2 separate regions of the Mus musculus genome follow, and region 2 is linked to region 1. A link is a contact called in public Hi-C data. All regions are on one chromosome and are shown on one strand. Each heading gives the region's core, a stretch centred on a gene start, on an enhancer-like site or on the middle of the called end of the contact. The rest is flanking DNA. Distances are from core to core; before and after follow the strand shown.

What was found. Hi-C and Micro-C count contacts between places; a contact is called where the count stands out from the background.
Region 2: a contact with region 1 is called in a Hi-C map of bone marrow-derived macrophages, with 35 read pairs. The contact joins two enhancer-like sites. A contact is called at or near these places in 6 of 484 Hi-C or Micro-C datasets (the AML12 cell line, the HPC-7 cell line, bone marrow-derived macrophages and 2 more) and 1 of 115 datasets of contacts at active chromatin or transcription factors (bone marrow-derived macrophages).

Annotation. Positions count from the first base shown.
Region 1 is chr14:76,700,419-76,704,900 of GRCm38.p6, forward strand. No RefSeq gene overlaps it. Among named protein-coding and RNA genes, the nearest start is that of 1700105F02Rik, 25 kb to the left of the region's middle. Within about 2 kb of position 2,148, at least 68 of the 459 cell types and tissues checked have an H3K27ac peak or open chromatin away from gene starts, as enhancers often do. A contact at or near this core is called in bone marrow-derived macrophages, where this site is marked.
Region 2 is chr14:76,854,972-76,859,533 of GRCm38.p6, forward strand. No RefSeq gene overlaps it. Among named protein-coding and RNA genes, the nearest start is that of Gm30365, 19 kb to the left of the region's middle. Within about 2 kb of position 2,575, at least 40 of the 459 cell types and tissues checked have an H3K27ac peak or open chromatin away from gene starts, as enhancers often do. A contact at or near this core is called in bone marrow-derived macrophages, where this site is marked.

The sequences.
Region 1 (4,482 bases), core at 898-3,397:
TGGGAGCATGTGACTGAACAGAAGAACCACAAAGAAATGAATGTGAGGGAGGTTCCCTGGCGTCTCCTAAGGACACACCCCCAGCTCCCACCTCCTAAAGGCTCTACTACGCCCTAATCTCATGGCCCTGTCATCAGGCTTCTGCCTCATCTGGAGATCAACTTTTTCACATGGACCTTTGGGATGACTTAAGACAAAAATCCAGAAAATAGCCACTTTAGTTAACTTCCCATTATACATTATAGTATAATACACTGTGTTGAATATTTACTCCTTGCTAGTCTCTTTAAAGCATCACAATTTTAAAGAGGAAAATGATAGAAAAGTGATATACCCTTTCATTGATACATCATGACTTCTTTTTAGGTTTAAACAGTTGAGATCCATAAGCCCTTCGTTGTTCACAGCAGGGCATGTATGCTATTTAGAAAACTCCTCTAGGTTTGTGGTCCAAAGTGTCAAAATTTTCTAAGTGGTGGTTTGACTGAAATTGGCCCCCTACAGGCTCACAGGGAGTGGCACTATTGGGAGGTGTGGCCTTGTTGAAAGAAGTGGGTGGGCTTTGGGGTTTGGGGGACCCAAGGCAGTCCCAGTATCACCCTCTCTTCCTGTTGCCTGCAGATCTGTGTGTAGAACTCTCAGCTCCCTCTCCAGCACTGTGTCTGCCTGCGGGGCCGCTATGCTTCCTGTCATGATGACAGGGGACTAAACCTCTAAACTATGAGCCAGTCCTGATTAAATGCTTTTCTTTATGAGAGTTGCTGTGACCATGGTGTCTCTTCATAGCAATAGAAACCCTAACTAAGACAGTCAGAATGATGGATATTCTGGCTTATATTTTTGTATGATTGGTAAGGGAGGAGTCTCACAGACTATCTACCACTGTGGTGACCTCAAATATAGGTGATCTTTCATTCCCCATATATTCCCAGGGCCAAATTGTCTATTGCACACATGTCATGGTAGACTGTGTGCCTTTGTATCACGATGCTGCATGAGTTGGCCCTTAAGTTAGAGTATTTCTAGAAGCAATGCCTATGAATAGCAGTAACTTATCAATGTTCAGAGGTGACTGAAAGCCAACTAAATATATCCCCTTAAACCCAAGCTAAATATGCCAACTCAACTTTACCTCAGCACTGTTCCAAAAATACTGTAGAAAGTCTCTGCCCAGGGTGTGGGAAGCAGGAGGGGGTGGGGTGGGAATGGAAGAGAGTCTTACCACCATTACAATCAGAGCATCCTGGTTTTGCAAAGTTTTCAAAGCTTATGTGACTATGGGCTCGACAGCCTACCCTTTATTGAGAGATACATTCTTGGACTTTTATAGATACCAAAATGCATGATGCTCAAGTCTCTTCTTAGATACAGCAGCACAGCCTCTGTATGTAATCTATACAATCCTTGCTGCTAAATCATCTCTTGACTACGTACCATTCCCGACACAGTGCCTGCCCACACATCACTTCATTAGGTTGCATTTGTCATAGAACCTGGCATACAACAAATTCAAGTTTTGCTTTTTGATTCAGTTCAACTTTCAGAATCTGGTTTCTGAATCTGTGGTTGCAGACACCAGCTACTGTGCCCGTTTGAAAACCGAGCATGGTGCTCGCCTGCTGTTAGTGGGAAGGAACAGAAAAATTAATCTATAAAATATAACAAAGATGGATGAATGATCAAAGTCAAGGCTGCCGTCAGTCCTGCTGTGTCAAGGGCATCTCTCTGTTCCAGATCGAGTCTCAGGGAGCAGTCAGGCAGTTGGCTTAAGACTGGAGAGATTAGAAGTTTAGTTTTCATGTTTGTGAGGCTTTTCAAAAGCAAGTGAAGGAAGTGAAAACAAGAAGCCAGAGCACACAAGCAACCACACAAAAGGAACTTCTCCATCAGGCCTCCGGGTGTGTCCATTGCTTTGGCAGTTCCATGTGCTGCTCCTGGAGAGAACACTCCACTGAATCTGAGATTTGTTGGTTGGTTTCTAAGGTCCCTTTATGGCAATTCCTTCTTCCCTCCCTCCCTCCCTCCCTCCCTCCCTCCCTCCCTCCCTCCCTCCCTTTTTTCTGAGTGTCCCTTGATATCCTGAGCTGGGACAAGGTTTCCTGCTCATTTCCTCATCCTCTGGGGCCCTGGTATTCTGTTCCTGCATCGCTGCAATGACTGTGCACCAACTGTGCTACTGATAGCTGTGCGCGCCGCCGTATTGCCATAGAGCAGGGGACACGGTGGCAGACAAGATGGACACATCTTCTCTCCTCGCAGAGCTTCCATGATAGTTGATGAGGCAAACGGCCAACGAGAGGAGAAAGAATAATGTATGCTTGCCAGAGTGTGACTTATGCTGCAGAGGTCGAGAAACCAGGGAAGGGAGGGGGATTGGAAGGGGCAGCAATTTCAAGAATGTGATGTCAAGAATGTGGGAAGAGGACACTGGGTCTACATAGGAGGGGAGGATAAAGCTGTCAAACATCTGAGTAACTGTAGAGTCCCAGACACCCAGAGAAACTGGCAAGCCAGTGTCTGTAATGAAGTGTGAGAGGTGGAGAGAGGCAAGAGAGAAATACTCTCACGGACCCTGGTGAGGATGATTGATTAGAGCTGACTCTTACTCCTAAGTTAGCGCTTTTCATAGTAATAGCCTTTAGTATTGGCAGCATAGAGAAAAGGGGATCATGCCAAAACCAAACCAAAAAAAAAAAATGGTAGCAAGTCCAGGGGATTTACGGGAATGATGGAAGGCATCTCAGGCCTCGTGGAGCAGAGAGGTATGTGGGTTTCATATGACCCAGACTGCCCAGAGGGTGATCTGGCCCCAGTCCTGAAGAAATAACCATTCCAGTAAAAAAGAGTACCTTGCTCACCCTGGGGTAGTAGACTGGAATGTGGTAAGCAAGGCGGCAAAGAGGCCATTGACGGGGTCATTGCAGTAGCTCAGGCCACAGATGCCAGTGCATGGCCCTGCCTGCAGGGAACTGTCAGAGACAGAGTTGGGAAGATTGGCTGAGCAGATGATGGTGGTACAGCAAAGCAAGAGAGGAAACGGCATTGTCAGCTGACATTGTGAGCATTGTGAGACAAGAATGATCTGATCGAGGAAAACAGCGTTTTCCTAGAAAGTTCAACATTTCTGTTTGTTGTGTTTGCAGTGGCAAGTGCTATGCTGAGTCATAGGGAAACACTTGACGGAGGAACTAGAACTCTAAGGATGACATGAGGCCGTGCTTGTATAGCACCAATATTACCAGCTCACTTGATGTTTCAACAATGGCATGAGCAACCCGGCAAATGGGCTTTTCCAATCTTGTCTGTGGCACTGTGGAAAGACGGACAGTTGTTTGCCAAAAGGTCTTGCTTCATCCCCAAGTAGATACTGTCACCAGCAACCCACCAGGACTCAGTGCTTAGCCTCCTGTATTTAGGTGCCTGAATCTTGCTGTTCTCTGTTCAGATGCTTAGATGTAGAAGATGGTTAATACCTTGGGCAATGTTTCTCAATCTTGGGAAGAAAAAAACCCTTTAATGTGGGAGTCTGTCTCGTGTAGTGTATGATACTTAGCACCAGCCTTGCCTCAACCTTCTAAATGCCAAGAGTGAGAAATCAGCTCCAGACAATGCCCAATGGCACCCAGGGTACCAAAGCACTCCCAGTTGAGAGCCACCACACCAGGATGGTGAGACCATACTTAGCAAGGTGGAACAACCATCATTTCCTATCAAGAAAACCATGTTCTCTCAAGTAACCGATGAATAAATGCTCCCTGTGTTAAGCTACCGACAACAAGGGGCTTAGCAGTCTGTTCCTCTAACCCACAGTTTCTCAGTTTCTTCCATCACCATGGAAATTTGCAGAACCAAATGTGGGGTAGCAGAATGATTTGACGCAGGTACAAGGTTTCTGAATAACCGAAAATTAAAGCACTAAATGCATCCTAATGGCTCCCACAGGATCCTGACAGCACGACCTGGATTGTGCCCTGTGGATACAACACTGCAGCCTTGTTTTGCGCACCGAGCCACACAAGGCAACAAGCACTGCCTGAACTGCCGTGGAGGAGAGGGGAGACTACTGTGTGTTGGGATTTTTGGTGTTTTAGCTCTTATTTCAGAGTTTTGTGGTCTTACAGAAACATCATGGCTTACTTATGACAACAAACTCCTTACTATTTTCCAACCATTCTCTTCCAGCCTGTGAGTTCCAGACTGGCGTATTTTTGGATTGCACCATATACTAAATTGTTCACTTTTAAAAGCTATCTGAGCTGCGAGGGTTTCGTAAGAACCACTCGATGAATTCTGGTTTGGAATCAGGACAGAGCGCTTCAGTTTCTGAAATGGCCCTGATCATATCGCTACCATTTTCTACTGTGTGTTTCCATGAAGCTGCATACTCAGTAGTGATGGTTAGAAGATCAAAATACTGATGAGCTATGGAAAGCCTCGAAGATCTTCGGTGTCATGAACTGTTGAGTGTCCAGCCAAGAGGTA
Region 2 (4,562 bases), core at 1,325-3,824, 150 kb after region 1:
GAATGAAACAATTAAAAGGTTCACGGCTGAGGGAAAAAAAAATCAAATTAACACAGGGAAGTCTTCGTTGTAATGATCTGCATTTCATTCACGGTTTGAACAGTGAGGCTTAGAACTTAGTCATCAGTGATTAGCAGAAGCACATAAGGTCCTGTGTGGCACAGTGACCTTGGCGCCGATCAGTGTATTGTTTCTTAGACCACACCTTTAATGATTATCTGGAAGAACACTGGCTCGGTGAACTCCCCGTGGAAAGGGATTTGCTTCTTACTCTATGTCCTCGGCTTACTCCTCTCTGTGTGTCTACCCTGCCCCCTCGCCTTCCATCCTGAAGCCTGGAAAAGCCCCTCATCCTCACCCTCCATCTCTCCTTGTGGGGAAATTTGATCCCTAGCCTCTCCACTCCCCCCCCCCCCCACTCCGGCCCATAAACTTACTCCAATCAGGATGTGTGCACATCACTGCTTCTCCTAACTTGTCCTTGTGCAGGACATCAAATCCAATCATGGCCTTTAAATCCTTAGCCGACTGAGCAGGATTTGATGAAGGGAACACTCACCACTCACTGGAGGATCTTTTCTGACTGACTATGGGTTGCCTAGATTGCCTGAGATTTCACAGGCCGGCACTCTGCAGTCTCTTTCCGTGGGTTGTCTGTCTTCATGATTCCTGAATTGAGAGTACCACGCTCCTCACATCTCTATTCACCACTTAATGACCTCACCCAAAGGCTTGACTTGACATCTGCCTAGTTTACTCTGTCTAATATAAGAGACTGAGTAATAAATCCCAAAGAGGCACAAGTCTAACTAAATCCTTAGCATCTGTAAGCAAATGTTACTATGAATACAGGAAAAAAACAACTTTTGTCGGCTTACACTTATGATCTTAAGATGTTTAAAATATTCATGTGGACAGTAAACTAAATCAAGATGGTGTTGCTGTGAAGAAGGTAAAGAGTTATTTCGCTACAGGGACAGAGGCAATGTGAGGTTAGATGCTGTGTGCTACCAGCTTCAAAGGTGGAAGATGGATCCATGGGTCAAAGAGGTAAGACTTGAAGTGCTAAGAGCTGGAAAAAGCAAGGAACTAAAACCTAAAATCTCTAAACAGAGTATGGCTTCAATCACTGGGCTCATCTGGACATTGGCCTCCAAGTCATAAGAGAACTATATATTATTTAAACTAACAAGCACGTGGCAATTTGTTGAATAGAAAATGGGTAAGTGTGCATTTTTCTTCACATTTTCACATCTCTGGGATTAGGATGAGTTCAACAATCACAACATGTTAGAATTTCTGTCAGCCAGGAGCAAAGTGTGACCTGGTTGTTTATTACCTGTGACGCCTTAAAACTGGAGGTCCTATCTAATGCCATAACTGCACAGTGCAGGGCCCGGCACTTCAGCAAACACTGCATTTAAAGACTGAGGAAGGAGCGAGAGTTCTACTTGTTTTTTTGTTTTTTGTTTTTTTCTTTCTTTTCTTTTTTTCCCAAAAACCTGCCATTGGTGTTGTGTGCTGAGATCCTAAACTACAATCCTGTAGAATGGGAGTCAACAACTTGAAACGAGTCCTGGAAAAAAATAGGGAAGCAGAGTGTCCCACTGTTGTCACTGATGGCTGCTGACTGGATCAACATAATCCAAGTGACTTTCTTTTAGGGATAGATGACCTCAACTGTCCCCTCCTACCCATAGTCTTCTCTGATCACCATGCCTAAAATAGCCCTCTTCCTTCTCCTCAGCCACGGCACTGCGAGCATCATCTTTGTAGCCTCCACTGCCTGCAAAGATTATTTCCTTCCTTATCAGTGTGTTTCCCCGGCCAGAAGAGAAATCCAGGGGGTGGCGGGATGCAGGCTCTCGCCTTGTTCATTATCGAATTCTACATGCTGCCAACAGAGAATAACGGGTGCTAAGAAGTCAACCAGTGTCAGAGAATACTTAGTGTAGGATGAAACTGAGTTTGGTGGTTAACTCCAGACTCAACTTTTTCTTATTTACCAGACTGCGTCTCTTCCAACAGTGTTAGGTTTCCAGAGAAGTAAACAGAAAGGGCAGCAAGTTCCCGCCTTCCCCCTAGTCTCCTCCTAGTTCCCTGCATCATTAGCACTTTGTAATAGACGGGTGGATTTCTTACCCTGGATGAGCTGCTGTCAATAAGTTTATTTACTAGAGTTCATGGTTTACACTGGCTCTCATTCTCTGTGTTTTATGGATGCATAACACGTGTCCATCATTGCAAACCCATCCAGAATCCTAAGGCTTTAAACCCTGTCTCTACTTATTTGTAGCCCTCCTCGCAGCACTGTTTTGATTTCATGTAAATAAATGGTTGGGCTCTCTCTCGAGACAAGGAAACAAAGCCCAGGCTCCAGGTTTCCAGTGTTCCTCCACACGGGTTGCACGTCCAATGCTTTGACTTTTCTAAACTGTTAAGGAAGAGCAATAGACAGTAGACGGGGGTGGGGGGTGGGGAGGGGGGGACGAGCGAGCTAGGATTGCTTGGTGCCTAATTATCACTCAGCTGTGGTCTCTGGTGCCAATATCTGGAAGCTGCGATGAATACTGGGACTCATGGGAGACAGTTTCACAATAGGTTCACTTCTGCTTTCTAGGATTCGCCTCACTCTACCTTCTCCTTTCTTGTCTTCATTTTCTGACAATTGGCACTGAGTTGGTTATTTTTGTCTGTTTGTTTGGTTTTGTCTGTCTTTATGCAATCACACTTTAAGAATCAACCAAAGACAACTTGATTGTGCCAATCAGTCTTGGGGGAAAGCTAAGCTTGAGGGAATCTAAATGGCAGAGACTCTGGGACTGGAGAGGGTATGGGGCTTGGGGATATTAGAGTTCCTGAAGGGCCAGGGTCTTCCTCTAAGTGGTTTGCTTCTGTACTTCCTGTGAAGGTTATGGACGCATGGCTGCTGGAGGCAAAGTTCTGTGGCCCATCTTAAGCTTGGCTCCTGGAGGTTCCTATTCTCTTCTTGGTGGGATCACTAGATCATTACATCAGCCTTTAGCACTGGTGAATCTGAAGAAAACCACTGGTTAAAAAAAAATCACAGCTGTTACCAAATGTGGGAGCCCTCTTGCAGCTGAGAAAGACCATGGTCTCCAGAAAGGATGCTGTTGGAGTTTCATGAATAAACTAGTTCATAAGTTCCCCCTTCTCCAAATGTGTGCCACTTCCAAACACGTGTTATTCTCTCTCTCTGTTCACCTTCATTCCCTGAAGTGTCTCTATAGTTCAAGGCAAGGCTAGTACCTCCTTATTAATTCTTGCCATCTTTTGTACTACATGATTTTCCTGCAACACTCTTTAAGATTCTGCGAGCGGCAGGTGAAAATTAAGAAGCCTGCCAGGGCTCTGTGGTCCGTAACAAGGAGCTCTGGGGCTGAAAGAATGACCCAAGAGCTTTCAGACTCAGTAGTAATAGTTCTGGCTGGACTGTGTGTGTGGGTTGGGTTTGCTGTTGGTTATTCCAGCATGTTCGGACAAGTACGGAAACCAACCCAATAACAGGAATTCCACACGAACTGGCCTCTCCTGGGAAATAATTAGTCCTAAGGAAGTGGTTCCTGGAAAGTTCTAACCTCTCCTGCCCCGGGGTACCACACATGTCCCACACATGTTCTGCCTGTAGCTCTCTCCCTCTCTTTCCACTAAGCTAATTGCATTTGTATTTCAGAGCTGGACTTTAAATGGTACCTTCAGTCACCACTAGGACTGTCAGCCCTCCCTCCTGCCTCCTCGTTCCTGAGTCCCTTAGTTTTTCCTCACTCTCCCAGCATCTTAGTTCTTTGCCCAGTGTTTGTCCTGCCTGAAGGGTTGTAAATGTCATGAGGCTGAGGCCCCGCTCTCCCCTGTGTATTCCACATTAGGTTCAGTTCCTACAGGAAGTAAGAACTCAAAAGTATTTAAATTAGTTGAGGAGCATGTGTAAATGCTGATGCTCTACTCCAATGCCTTGCTGGCACATCAACCTTAATGTTGCAAATGTGCGATTTCCTCACTAAAAGTCTATTTTCCATTCTCCTGATTTTGGATATATATATATATATATATATATATATATATATATATATATATATCTCCATCATCCATTCAACTGTCCAACTAGCATCTCAGTGATTAATCTTAATTCTTTTCCTTTACAGACTTCCATATTGAATCTATTAACAAATTCCAACACATCTTCCATTTCTTTTACTGAAAATTAATTTTTATACAATATGTTCTGATTATAGTTTTCTATCTCCCGCCCCCCCCCCCCAATTTCTCCAGGTTCCTCCCCACCTACCCTCCCATCTGGATCCAAAACTTTTCCGTTTCTCGTTTGAAAACAAACAGGAGTCATTACTGATTATTTTCTCAGAGAATCAACTCTTTGTTTCATTTATTCTTTGTATTATTTTTGTTTGTTTCTATTTTACAAATTTTAGCTGTTAGTTTGATTGAATCTTGCTCTTCACTCCTTTGGGGTATTATTTCTTCTTTTGTTCTAGAGTGTACAGGTGTGTCGGTAAGGTACTAATATAGGAGCTTGCTTTCTTTCT